3 separate regions of the Mus musculus genome follow, and all the other regions are linked to region 2. A link is a contact called in public HiChIP or PLAC-seq and promoter capture Hi-C data. All regions are on one chromosome and are shown on one strand. The core of a region is the stretch at or near the end of the contact, and the rest is flanking DNA. Distances in the headings are between cores, read along the strand shown. Region 1 has its middle 22 kb from the start of Commd7. Region 2 holds the start of Pofut1 (protein O-fucosyltransferase 1). Region 3 has its middle 47 kb from the start of Commd7.

The links. Promoter capture Hi-C pulls out the DNA fragments that hold promoters and counts their contacts. HiChIP or PLAC-seq counts read pairs in DNA pulled down with a chosen protein or histone mark.
Region 1: a contact with region 2 is called in an H3K4me3 HiChIP or PLAC-seq map of fetal liver, with 3 times the contacts expected there. The contact joins the enhancer-like site here to the promoter of Pofut1 in region 2. A contact is called at or near these places in 4 of 39 promoter capture datasets (the C10 cell line, hematopoietic stem and progenitor cells, hippocampal neurons and 1 more), 5 of 115 datasets of contacts at active chromatin or transcription factors (the 230-238 cell line, embryonic forebrain, fetal liver and 2 more) and 1 of 9 other capture datasets (adipose tissue).
Region 3: a promoter capture Hi-C map of embryonic stem cells shows a contact between it and region 2, with 2.8 times the contacts expected there. The contact joins the enhancer-like site here to the promoter of Pofut1 in region 2. A contact is called at or near these places in 15 of 39 promoter capture datasets (the 3T3-L1 cell line, the HPC-7 cell line, the SN4741 cell line and 7 more), 3 of 484 Hi-C or Micro-C datasets (all in embryonic stem cells), 12 of 115 datasets of contacts at active chromatin or transcription factors (the 230-238 cell line, astrocytes, embryonic basal ganglia and 7 more) and 4 of 9 other capture datasets (embryonic stem cells, liver, macrophages and 1 more).

The regions. Positions count from the first base shown.
Region 1 is chr2:153,608,760-153,612,810 of GRCm38.p6, forward strand. No RefSeq gene overlaps it. Among named protein-coding and RNA genes, the nearest start is that of Commd7, 22 kb to the right of the region's middle. Within about 2 kb of position 2,177, at least 162 of the 459 cell types and tissues checked have an H3K27ac peak or open chromatin away from gene starts, as enhancers often do. A contact at or near this core is called in embryonic forebrain, fetal liver, hematopoietic stem and progenitor cells and 1 more, where this site is marked.
Region 2 is chr2:153,238,956-153,243,028 of GRCm38.p6, forward strand. It overlaps Pofut1 (protein O-fucosyltransferase 1), which reads left to right and starts at 2,577. Exons shown (of 7, transcript NM_080463.3): 1 at 2,577-2,770. The coding sequence starts at 2,632. It overlaps Plagl2 (pleiomorphic adenoma gene-like 2), which reads right to left and starts at 2,403. Exons shown (of 3, transcript NM_018807.5): 1 at 2,321-2,403.
Region 3 is chr2:153,583,848-153,588,210 of GRCm38.p6, forward strand. No RefSeq gene overlaps it. Among named protein-coding and RNA genes, the nearest start is that of Commd7, 47 kb to the right of the region's middle. Within about 2 kb of position 2,889, at least 54 of the 459 cell types and tissues checked have an H3K27ac peak or open chromatin away from gene starts, as enhancers often do. A contact at or near this core is called in the HPC-7 cell line, embryonic stem cells and hippocampal neurons, where this site is marked.

The sequences.
Region 1 (4,051 bases), core at 927-3,426, 370 kb after region 2:
ACCTTGGGTTCAGTAACTAATACCATAAAAATAAGTGCCCAGGGGGTGGGTCGGTGGGAGGGTATGGGGGACTTTGGGATAGCATTGGAAATGTAAATGAGGAAAATACCTAATAAAAACAAAAAAGTGCCCAGTAAAGGGTAGGGAGAGGGACCTCACTTCCCCCTCTCCCTCCTCAGGAAAGATCTTTTCACAAGAAACGGGTGTCAGCTATGGGGCTCAATAGACCCAAACCCTAGGAAATGGAATGCCTAGTTAGGGAAGCAGGCGTGTTGAAGAATTAAGTACAGGGACAGAAGTCCCCACCAGAGCACTGTGGGCGAAACAAAGAGATGGTGACCTCCATGGGGAGGTCAGTATCTGTCACAACGCAAAGGAGGCTGAACAGGGAAAAGTGCAGTGACATCAGTTGCCACCCCCAGCCGTGCTGGCTATCCAGAAGGGCAGCGGACTGAGTCCCAACAGACGCACGTGCTTCTGCGGACTCACTCCTCCAGCCAAGGTCTACACTCATGGAAGTAGTCACCCCTGCCTGGCTCCTGGTCAGCATGAGTAGGGCCGGAGAGAGGAGTTGGCACACTGATTCAAAGGTAGTCCCCAAGGAAAGACTGGGGCCAGCTTCCAGGCCTGTGTATTTTTTTTTAGGTCTATCTATCTATCTATCTATCTATCTATCTATCTATCTATCTATCTATCTATCTATCTATCTATCTATCTATCTATCCAGACAGGATTTCATGTTGCCCAACCTGGCCTCAGATTTGCAAAGCTGGCCTTGAATCCCCAGTCGTCTTCTCTACACATCCCAAGGGTCAGGATTACAGGCATGCACCACTACTGCCACTCCTGGAACCTTTCATCTTGTTTTTCTGTCCCTTGGCTGGCAGGACAGGCCTCTTTCCAGAGACTTGGCACAAAATTCCAAGGCTTGGCCTGCTGACAAGGCGGTGGGAGGAGGCCTGCGCCAGAGACTCCTCCCCACTCCACTCTGAATTCATCGCCACTGCTGACCGCTAGAGGGGGCTGGAGCCCAGTGACCCCTGCCATTATGAGTCTCGGAGCCGGCAGTCACCATCACCTCAGCAGCCCCTAAGGTCTTTGTCTCTGCTCTCTGAGGCCTGTGCTGGAGGGCAGGGGCAAAGCTAAGCAGGGGCTGGCCTTCCTGGGCTCATCTCAGCGCCCTTACGGAGCCCAGTGAGGCAGGCCACAGAGTGAATAAAGGGTAGACTGAGGAAGAAGCCCTACTTCTGGCAAGTAGGTGGCTGACCTTCTCAAAGCTTCCTGAACTCATGCAGAAGGAAAGACCCCTTACCCTAGCGGGGACCTCCGGAGCCCTGACTCCCCTTAGCTGCCTCTCTCTCTAGCTCAGCCTCTGTTTCTCCTTACTTGACACAGGACTTATGGAGCCCAGGCTGGCCTCAAATTCACTGTAGCTGAGGCTAGTCTTGGATCCCTAATTTTCCTGCACTGGCTTCTCTCCTTCCAAGTGGTAGGATGACGGGCACATGACACCATGCTGGCTTCTTTTTATTCTAGTGCTTGTTTGTTTGTTGTTGTCATTGTTGAGACAGTTTCATTTTGTTACTTTGACTGGTTTGGAGCTCTCTATGTAGACCAGGCTAGCCTCAAGCTCAGAGATGCACCTCCCTCTGTCTTCCAAGCGCTCAGACTGAGACACACCACCACACGGGCTTAGGTTTTTTTTGTTTTTTTGTTTTGTTTTGTTTTTTTGAGATAGGGTCTCACACTATAGCTTCTATAACCCTGGCTATCCTAGAACTCACTAAGTGCCCCTCCTGCCTCTACTTCCTGCATGAGCCACTGTGGGCTCTGCCCAGGCTTTGAGATGGATCTGAAAACCCTACCACTGTAGCCACAAGCACAGGGTTTCTCCCAGGAACGATTTCTCAGAACTTTGGATATTTCTTTGAATATTCCTAGATTCAGTGATAGAATAAACCAGGGGGAAGAGCTGGGGTCTGGTACGTGGGTGGAGAAGGCAGAATCGTTGCCTATCTCTCCCTCCTGCTTTCCTAGGAGCTCAGCCCCCACCCTGCTCCCACCCTATGTTCTAGCTCCTAGGCCTGGCTGCAGAGGCCGCTGTGGAAGAGTGTTACTCCCCCTCCCCGGACACCTCTGCTGGAGGCATGGCAGGCTCCAGGCAGGCAGCGGTGCCAAAAGCTGCTGACAGCGGCCTTCTAAGAAGGAGGGAGCCTGGAGACAAAGACAGAGGAGGAGAAGCCCAGTGGGGCTGCTCCTCCCCCACTGCCACCATAAGCTAAGAGAAGCTGGGAGGAGAAAAACCGACAAAGACCACCGATGTCCCAAACCGCAGAGTTCTGAGCTGTGCAGGCCTTTCCGTCTCTGGAGCCAGCTGCCTGCCCTGGGCAGATTAGGCTCCGGAAAAGAGGCCTGCGCCCCAGCCCTTGTAGCTCTGGCTGAGTCTTAGTCAGTCCTGTCAGGAAATCATTCATAAAAAATGACACCTTCACAGGGCCCTCTCCTCGGCCACACAGCCTCAGGGCCAGAGCCCCTGTCTCCAGCTTCCCCAGACCTCCTCTTTTTCCTCCTCCTGGAAGGAGACCTACGAAAAGCACATGAAGTAAGGCCAGCTCAGCCCAGCAAACCAGCCCTGGTGGAGCATCCACCCTGGGGACAAGAGTGGGGTCAAGAAGGACTTCACTCAAGTATGAACACGCGAGCAAGTGTCACTGACAGCTTCCAAAGGTTTCCAGCGCCATATGGCGGTGGGCATTTATTTATTTATTTAATGGGTGGACGTCTAGAGTCAAGTCTCCTAGCATTCTCCCTGGGCCCAGCTTGGCACATTATAACTGGATCAATCTACCTTAAAGGAAAACAAATCCATGGAAGGGAAATGACCAGCCCTAGGTCACCAGAGACTCCCAAGGGTAGATAATGCCATTGGAATCTGGGAACTAGCCCCATGAGGAAGAATTGAGCTCTTAATCTTAGCCCTGAGTATCTGTCCCCACCCCACCCCACCCCAGCCCCCTGCTGACTTCTGTCCAATTACCCTTGTTTTCTCTTCCCCTACCCTGGCCCTTTGTTTCCTAAAGATACAAAGTATGCACTGGCCTCAGGGCCTTTGCAGGTGCCATTCCTCTGTGCCTCATTACTAGGTTAGGCTTCTTCATCCTGCAAGACCAGATCAGATCAGCTTCTCAAATAGACCTTCCCAGAACACCATAAACTCCCACTCTGTGTTACCCCCTCCCCCCACCTAGAGCCCCCACCTATTGCTACATTCCTGCAATCCCAGCTATTTAGGATTCTGAGGAATGCCTGACTAGGTTACAGAGCCAGTTTAAGACCAGTTTGGGCAACTCAGTGAGACAGTATCTCAAAAGGAAGCTGTCGCTCTCCAACAGCTTAGCAAGCATGAGGACCAGAGTTCAAGTCCCTAGCATCCCTGTTAAAAACTGGACATGAATGCACACCTATAACTCTAGCTTAGTGGGAGACAAACAGGAGGATTGCTCTATCTCTCTATATATTATATATATAAACAAAATCTTTAATAAATGAAAATATGAAGACACTGGAAGTTTACCAAGCCTACATTGACCGATGTGTGTGTGTGTGTGTGTGCGCACACACACACACACACACACACACACACACACACACACCCGACTGTTCAAAAATGTCTTTAGAGATCATCTGAATGAATTCCTGCTTGTGGATTGCTTGGTTGGTTTTTAAAACAGGTAGCCCAGGCTGGCCTGGAACTTTATATGTAGTTAAGGGTTGCCTTGGATTCCTGCTCTTTTTACCCCACTTCCTAAAAATCCTTGTTTTATAGTTGAGGGAACCACCCAGGAAAGAGGAAGAAGGGAATACCTCTATCCAGGATTTACACAGAACAGGGAGGGAAGGGCTGGGGCAGGGTGTGGTCTGGGCTCCTTTCAGGGGAACAGCAGATGCCTTAGGTTTCTAAGGACCTGGAGTCTGACACACTTCCAGCATCTTGGCTGAGTTCCACCTAAAATCCTTGTGCACATTTTGGGATCTGTAAACCCCACCCTCC
Region 2 (4,073 bases), core at 1,327-3,826:
TTCCCTTCCCAACATCTCAGAACTCAGCCTTCCTCTTTTCCCTCACTGCTAACCCTCAGTACAAACACAAGCCCTTTACCTCCTGGGCCAGAATTTTCTTTTGCCAGGATGGCCACTTTACTACACCGTCTTCTATTATAGCTCCATACCCAAAGTAAAAGTGCTTGCTCAATACACCGTATGGCCTTTGGAAGCTCCTGTCTGTCGTCTGTAGTGCTGTGATGTAGGTTGCCCTCTGATGAAACTATAGTTTTTATGGTGTTACATCATCTCTATAGAAACTGCGTTCTTTCTCCATTATTAGCCTGTTTCCTCATCTGTAAAGCTAAAAATACTTACCTCACAGTCTGGTTGTAAGGATTATTTTAGTCAGGTATGCAAAAAGCTCAGCAATGGGTTTGGCCTACTCTAAGTACCCAGCAAAAGAAAGCTATTATCTTGGTCTTTATACTGAGTTGCATGTTCACACCTTCTGCTGCCACAGTCCAGTTTTCCCAACTCTCCCATCAAATACTGTTAAGCTAGCCGGTTCGCTTTGCAGCAAAGAAAGGGTTAATCTCTGAGTGTTCTTAACTAAAGAGACCCACAGAGGATTAACAGCTCCACTTCAGTGACTACCCTAAAATAGCTTTTATCCCTCCTGCCCAAGAGCTACTTGGGGCTCTGAAGAACTCAATTCAACACCTGCCTAGGAGGAAACACACCCAGAAAGGTTCTTGGAGGTGGAATCTACCCTCAAAAGAACTTAAAATAGCAACTGGGAAATTATAAATAGCATTAAAGGGGAAAAGAAAACAAAACAGGCCTTGACCTGGACATCAGAAACCAATCCAAAAGCATTCTGGCTGGCTGGAAAACAGTAAGAAGGAACGGAGGAATGGGAAGAGCTGCCCACTTCCCAAGGCCAGCGCGCGCGCGCACACACACAACACCCCGGAATGGTGGGAGAATTAAATTACAGGGAGGCCTGAGAGTCTCAGTGACTTGCATCATTCCAAGAAACATCAAACAGGATTAACAGGGGTAGGATTTACTCTCGGGCTGGTAGTTCTTCTGTCAGTGTAGATGGGCCTCTTTGGAGTCCCTTTGATTCCCTATTTCCTCAGATTCCCGCTGCCTCCCAGCCCTGGGGAGGCCTGGAGCAAATGGCTGCAACTCACTCGGGCCTCATTTTCACCTACCACCCCTCCGCAACTTAGCAGCCTTTCCCCCAAGAGGAGAGGGTTAGAAACCCAAGGCCAGACTTATCACAGCCCCAGGCTGACAGGTGGAAAAACACACAAGCCAGGAGTCGGTATGCTTGCAGGTGAAAGCCCCAACTCCCAACACGGCCAGGAACGCGGCCCGCCACCGCGCCACCGCCCCCTCCCCCCCCCCCCCCCGCGACCCCGATCTGTTCCAAGCTGGACTGAAGCATGGGGCTGAAGTTGTAGGAAGTCTGGCCCTTAGGCCAGCGGAGAGACTACCCTATTTTGTAGTGTGAAATGTTAAATTCTCCCCACAATTGGAAGGTGGATGTAAAGAGTGGAGACAAGAGACGGGAATTCAATAGTAAGTCTAAAAAGTCTAATAGGATCTGGGGTGGGAAGAGCAAGCATGCACGGTAAAGAATTACGAGCACGTTATTTGAGTCTCTAAGAGACCCCATGGGGGGAAGAGGTAGGGAGATTCTAAAGGTCGAAAGAGCGAGTTCTCTGAATTTCAAACGGGTGTAGAAATGGGACCCTCCCGAAGGAAAATGCCTAAACTTTCCACAATATGATCACTGGGAAGGGAACTTCAGCTAGGGCTTTATTTTGGGTTCTTCGGCCCGAGGTACTGCAGAAAAGCCTGAAAGCAGGTTTATGAAAGTCTGGAAAACGAAAGAGCTTAGAGCAGACTATTTGGAGCAGGAAAAGGAAGGTTATGTGGGTCGGGGTAGGCGTGTCCGAGGGTGGGAACAGGTGCAGCTTATCTATGCCCCCCAGACCGCGATCCCGAGGAAGGTTAGCTGCGTGTTATCTGGGTCTCCAGGGAGTCTGGGGGGTCCAGACTAGGGGACCCTCAGGCTGAGTTTCCAGGTCTAGGAATGGAGGGAGCCTGAAAGGCTTGTTCCGGTCCCCTGGGCACAGGTCTGAGGTCCGGGGAACGTTTTCGTCACTACGGGGCCTATCGGGGGCCCGGCTAGAGCAAAGGGGGCCCCTACTCAGGGGTGTGGGCGACCGCGCTGGGCGGCCCGAAGTGAGGGGCGCCGCCGCTCCGAGAGCCGGGCGTGTGGGCGCAGCGCGACGGCCTCCCGCCCCGCTCCCCACCATCCCCCAGGACCCTCGCCGGCACTCACTGCGCTCGGGACCCCGCGCTGCGGGCCGGGCCGCGCTCGGGCTCCGCCAGGCCCGCTCAGGCCCCGGTAGTGGCGGCGGTCGGGCCATTGTGCGGTGCATTGTGGGAGCCGCGCGAGCGGGCGCTCGGGTCGTGGAGGGGGCGGTGCCGCGGGCTCTCTATGGTCCCGCCCGCCCGCGGGCTAGAGAGGCCCAGCCGGCGCGCGGGCGGCGCGCGGGGAGCACTGGGAGCGGGGCGGCCACTCGCGCCTCTTCTTCCCTCCCACCCCCTCCCCGCCTCCGGGCCGTGGCACTCTGGGGCTCTGCCGTCGACATGGGCGCCGCCGCGTGGGCACCGCCACACCTGCTGCTGCGGGCGTCTTTCCTGCTTCTGCTGCTGTTGCTGCCGCTCCGCGGGCGGTCAGCGGGCTCCTGGGACCTGGCCGGTTACCTGCTCTACTGTCCCTGCATGGGTAAGGCCTCCGGAACCCTCTGCTTAAACGGAGAAACTGAGGCGGAGGAGGCGGAGCCACTTCTCTGAGGCGCCCGGAGACTTCTCAGGTCCAGAGGAGAACACCAGAGAGGGGCAGGGCCTGTGTTCTTCCCTGCCCTACTTGCCTGGGTACAGAGGACCCATTGGTGTTCAACTTGCCATTCGACAGATGGGAGAAGTTAAGTGACTCACTCGAGGTCTAATCAGTCTCAGATCAGTAGATGGAGTTTGTAGGACAAGACCTGCCCGCACTGTCTCGTGGCAATTCTTGCATTCATTCAGCAAAGAATTTATATGCCCCCCCCCCTTTTTTTTAATGTCCCAGGCGCTGTTGTCTGTGCTGGTGGTGAATGAAACAGATAAATCTCATAGGATTCTTCATTTTAGGAAGACAGACAATAAAAAGTTTTTAAGTGCGTGCAGAATTTGTACAAGATGATTCAAACTGGGGTAATAAAAGATAACCAAGGACTCCTAAGAACCAGCGGAGGGATGCAACTTAAATGCAGTCGTGGATCATCATTATATAATCCATCCCTTCTCTCAATCCTTGAGTAGCTTGCATTCCTGACCATGGCCATCATCTGATGGCCTGACCTTGCAAGATTGGCTCCACTCTTCTCCACACCCCTTCTCCCATGGCCCTCTGGCTACAGCCATAGTAACCGGCTTTCTATTGCTTACAGACATAAAGGTCTATGAGCTATTCTTCTCGGAGTACCTTCCTATAATTTCTGCTAACTCTTTCTCATCCTTGAAGTCTCAACATACGTGTCACCAAAGAGGACTCCATTGACCTCTCTACTTGTCATTTCCTGAGTCTCCCTGTCACCAAACCTTTTCATTTTTTCCCTTGCAATCATCAAAATATACCATAAGGAATTTGTTTTCATGTTTAGTGTCTCCTAACCTGAATTAGAATGGAATGCCTTGAGGACAGAAACCTTATCCTTCTGATTTTATATTATAACATCTAGCACAGTACCTGGCACATTTCAGCCTTGCAGTGTTTCTGGAATGGATGAATGGCTGCCATATTGATGATAGCCAAATGTGCTTGCATACAACTTTAATCTCAGCACTAGAAGCCAGAGGCAGGTGGATTTCTGTGAGTTTAAGGCCAACCTGATCACATAGAGAATTCCAGAGTAGCCAGGGCTACATAGTGAGACTCTGGCAAAACAAAACAAACAAAAACCAGATAGACCTTTGTGTTTAAAGCATTCACAGCCTGCATAGACAGCCAATACAAAAAGCTGGAAAATGAAAGCAGACATATAAAT
Region 3 (4,363 bases), core at 1,639-4,138, 350 kb after region 2:
CCCACTTCCCTATCTCTTCTGCCCACCTTGGGCCAGCCCTGCCTCCAACTTCCCCCGCCTTCCCACCACCCCAAATCCTCCCCAGATAAAGGCGAGCAGAGGCGAAGTAGAGCCTGTCGCCCTTAGCCTGAATCAGTGGTGGGTTCTGCGGGCGGGCGCTGTGTTGAGCCTCCGTGGAGCTCCTTTTAACCCCAATTCCTAATGTGTCACTGCTGAATTCAAGTGTAATAGGAACAAGGCCACCAAGACTTTTTTTTTTTTTTGAGACAGGGTTTCTCTGTGTAGCCCTGGCTGTCCTGGAATTCACTTTGTAGACCAGGCTGGCCTCGAACTCAGAAATCCTCCTGTTTTTGCCTCCCAAATGCTGGGATTAAAGGCGTGCACCACCATGCCCGGCTCGACTTCTAGAATCTTAACTACTTTTCTGTTTTGTTTTGTTTGGGGCTTTATTTCTATTAGAGAGACAGACAGACAGACAGACAGACAGACAGACAGGCAGGCAGGCAGGCAGACATGCAGAGAGTTAGTTCCCAAACACTCTAGCCTTAACAATACAGTCATGTCTGGGGAAAGTTAAACAAATGACCTCTGACCTTTGACCTTTGCACAGAGCAGGGAAAAAAGACTCCAAAGCACCCAGTCCTGCCCCAAGTTGGTTCCAGGCAGAGGTGTGGCTCAGTGGCTCCCCAGAGACTTGAGTTAGAGTCCAAGCCCGGCTCATTTGCCAATTATGTTAATTGGCAGGAGAAGCAGCTGCCCTGTGCCTTGACCTGTACCCCACCTGGAAGAGCCACTGAGACCGCAGCAAAGGAGACAACTCAGGTGAAACTAGTCCAGAGTCAGCTCCGACTGCTATGAGCCACTCTGACCTTCCAGCACCGGGATCATCTGGTTGGCCTGGCACCAGAACAATGCACCCCCACCCCCACCCCAAATCCAAAAGGCTGCAGCCTGTGTCCTGGAGAGGGTGATGAGAAGGGCAGGTGAGATAGCGCAGCTGGTTAAGAGCACTGACTGTTCTTCCAGGTGTTTTGAGTTCAATTCCCAGCAACCACATGGTGGCTCACAACCATCTGTAATGGGATCTGATGCCCTCTTCTGGGGTGTGTGACTGAAGACAGCTACAGTGTACTCATCTAAATATAAATAAATAAATAAATAAATAAATAAATAAATAAATAAATAAATAAATAAATAAATAAATAAATAAATAGCACTGGCTGTTCTACTGGAGTAAGTTAAGGTTCAACTCTTTTTTGTTTGTTTTGTTCTTTAGTTTTTGTTTTTGTTTGTTTGGGGTTTTTTGTTTTTGTTTTTTGTTTTTGTTTTTTGTTTTTTGTTTTTCGAGACAGGGTTTCTCTGTGTAGCCCTGGCTGTCCTGGAACTTACTCTGTAGACCAGGATGACCTCGAACTCAGAAATATGCCTGCCTCTGCCTCCCAAGTGCTGGGATCGAAGGTGTGCGCCACCACGCCCAGCTAAGGTTCAACTCTTAACACACAGTTCTGTTTAACTCGAATTCCAGGGAGACCCAATGCCCTGTTCTGATCAGCACACCAGACATGAGCATACATGCAGGAAGACCACTCATACACGTAAAATTCAATAAAATATTTCAAAGGATAAAATTTAGTTTGTTTTTTTTTTTTTTTAATTAAAAAGGTGACTGGCAGGATGGTGGCAGCATATGCCTCTAATCCCAACACTCCGGAGGCAGAAACAGGCAGATTTCTGAGCTGGAGACCAGCTTGGTCTACAGAGCAAATTCCAGGACACCCAGGGCTGACACAGGGAATCCTTGTCTCAAAAAACTAAAGACAAAATAGAGTGATTAGAGATGCTGAGTGGGGTGCTCATGAAGGGACTCTCCTGTGGAATGGGCTGCCGGATACAGAATTCAGCATTAGGCTTCACAAAGGAGACCAAGATGAACTTGGGACTCATTACTTCTCAGGGGACCCCAGTCTGGAATCAGAGAAAAAACAGTCACACATCTGGAGCTATGGGTCCAGGGTAGAGTGCTGGCTTGACATGTAGAAGGCCCTAGGCTCATCCCTAGCACCACAAAAGTGAACAAATTTAACTAAAAAGGAAAAGAAAAAAAAAATCCAGTGTAGAGACACACGATTATAATCTCAGCATCTGGTCGGCAGAGGCAAGGGGATAGGGGCTTCAGACCAGCCTTAGCTCCTTAGTAAGCTGAAGGCCAGTCTGAGCTGTAGTGACTCTGTCTCGACCCTCACCCAATGAAAGAACGCAGGCACAGGGAGGCTCTGGTGTCTCTATGCAAAGGCCTGAGTAGGAAGCGCTGCTGGTTTTGGAGGTCAGCTGCAAAACAGAAGGAAGGCAACTTTCTGACCTTGTTGGAGGGGGAAGCTGCTTTGTGGGTTCTGGGGGACACGGGCCTGATCACTCTAAGAAGCTCACAGACATCTGGAATTTCAGATACTGTGGTTTCAAGGACGGCAGGGTCCACAAATCCATTCATGTCTTTGAAGGGCTATGTTATCCCTCTTCATGGCCAGGCATACAGCTAGGATGAGAGCTTTTGCTGCTAAGTAACTCTGTGACGGAAGGAATACTGAGCCATCATGAGACCCAGACGCGTGAAACCCGTGGCTGAGAAACTCAGGACTACTGTCTGCCCTGACCCTGGGACCTTAGGCTACTTATCAAAGCTAGCAGGGATCTAGCCTCAAGAGTACGCCCCTATCCCACTATCCTCACTACAGGGAGGAGCGGGCACAAAGGTCCTAAGCAGGTGGCGCTACACGGAAGCCTATACTAGCAAAACCCGCAGCTCCTGGAAAACATCGGGTTGCCTCAGCGTCCCTGGGGGCCCCTTACCGGGAGCTCAGCCAAATGCTGGTCTATAGCACCCTCTGGTGGTAGTTTGGGGAAGTGGTGCACACAGAACCCACTGTTTGTTTAAGGTTGGGTGGGGCAGGTCATTATTGGAAGAGCGAACTACCCTTCCCAGACAAGAGAAAACAGGCCTAGAAGGGCAGTGGCTGCAGGGTCAATACTGACTCAAAACTGGAACCAGAACGCCTCTGTACCAAGTGACTTTACGTGGGGCTCTCCAAACACTCTACAGGCTGGGAGGTACGCAGTTACCAGAATGCTTGCTTAGCATGCACCAGTGTCTGAGTTCAGTCCCCAGAACTGCATAAAACTGGATATGGCTGGCGTGCACCTGCAATCCCAGCTCTTGGGAGGCGGAAGTTGAAGAATCAGAACGTCAAGGTCATTGACAACCACATCCAGAGGCCAACCTGGGGGAAAGGAGGGAGGTAGAGAGGAAAGGGGAGAAATGTAGAAAATGTTTAGAAATAAAATTAACAGAAGTAAGACTTTATACCCTGAAAACTATAAAACATTGCTTAAAATGTTTAAATAACCAAAATCAATGAAATATCTGTATTCTTGAGTCTGAGGACCAATTTTTTTTCCTTTTTTTTTTTTTTTTTTTTTGTTTTTTTGTTTTTTTCGAGACAGGGTTTTTCTGTATAGCCCTGGCTGTCCTGGAACTCACTCTGTAGACCAGGCTGGCCTCGAACTCAGAAATCCGCCTGCCTCTGCCTCCCAGGCTCTGTGTATGGCAAGGCAAATGGATTAATCCTGAGATTTGTTCAGCCTGAACCTTAGTCTCTTATAGAGATGAACAAGTTAGTGGTAAGATTCACACAGAGACTAGAGAGACTTAGAATGATAATCTTTAAAAAGGAACAACACTTGGGAGTGGAGAGATGGCTCAGTGGTTAGGAGCACTGATTACTCTTCCAGAGGACTGGGGTTCAAATCCCAACACACACATGACAGCTCAGAATTATTTGTAACTTGAAGATCTGAGAAGATAGGAAAAAAAAAGAACAAACGAAAGAAGAAACACTTTTGGGGCTACTACACTTCCCATTGCAAAAGTTCTCAGATCACTGTCACAGTCAGAAGAGACAAGGGTAGAGAGGAGTAAAACAGCACTGAGAGTCCAAGGATAGACCTTCACATCTGACACAGCACTGAGAGTCCAAGGTTAGACCTTCACATCTGACACAGCACTGAGAGTCCAAGGATAGACCTTCACATTGAGGTCAGCCTCTCAACAAAGGCAGCAAGCCAGCTTAATAAGGACAGGACAACCTTCTCAACAAATATGGCAGCAGACACTTGTCACATGGTAGCAGACCCCTATCTCACACTACACAAACATTAACTGATGACAAACTGTAGGCCTAAATGTGAAGCCCAAACTGTACAACTGTCAGAGGAGGACATTCTGAGTATGAGAGGCCATGCTTGTAACTCCATCACTTGAGAGGCTGAGGCAGGAGAATCAAGAGTTTGTTCACATGGCAAGACCCTA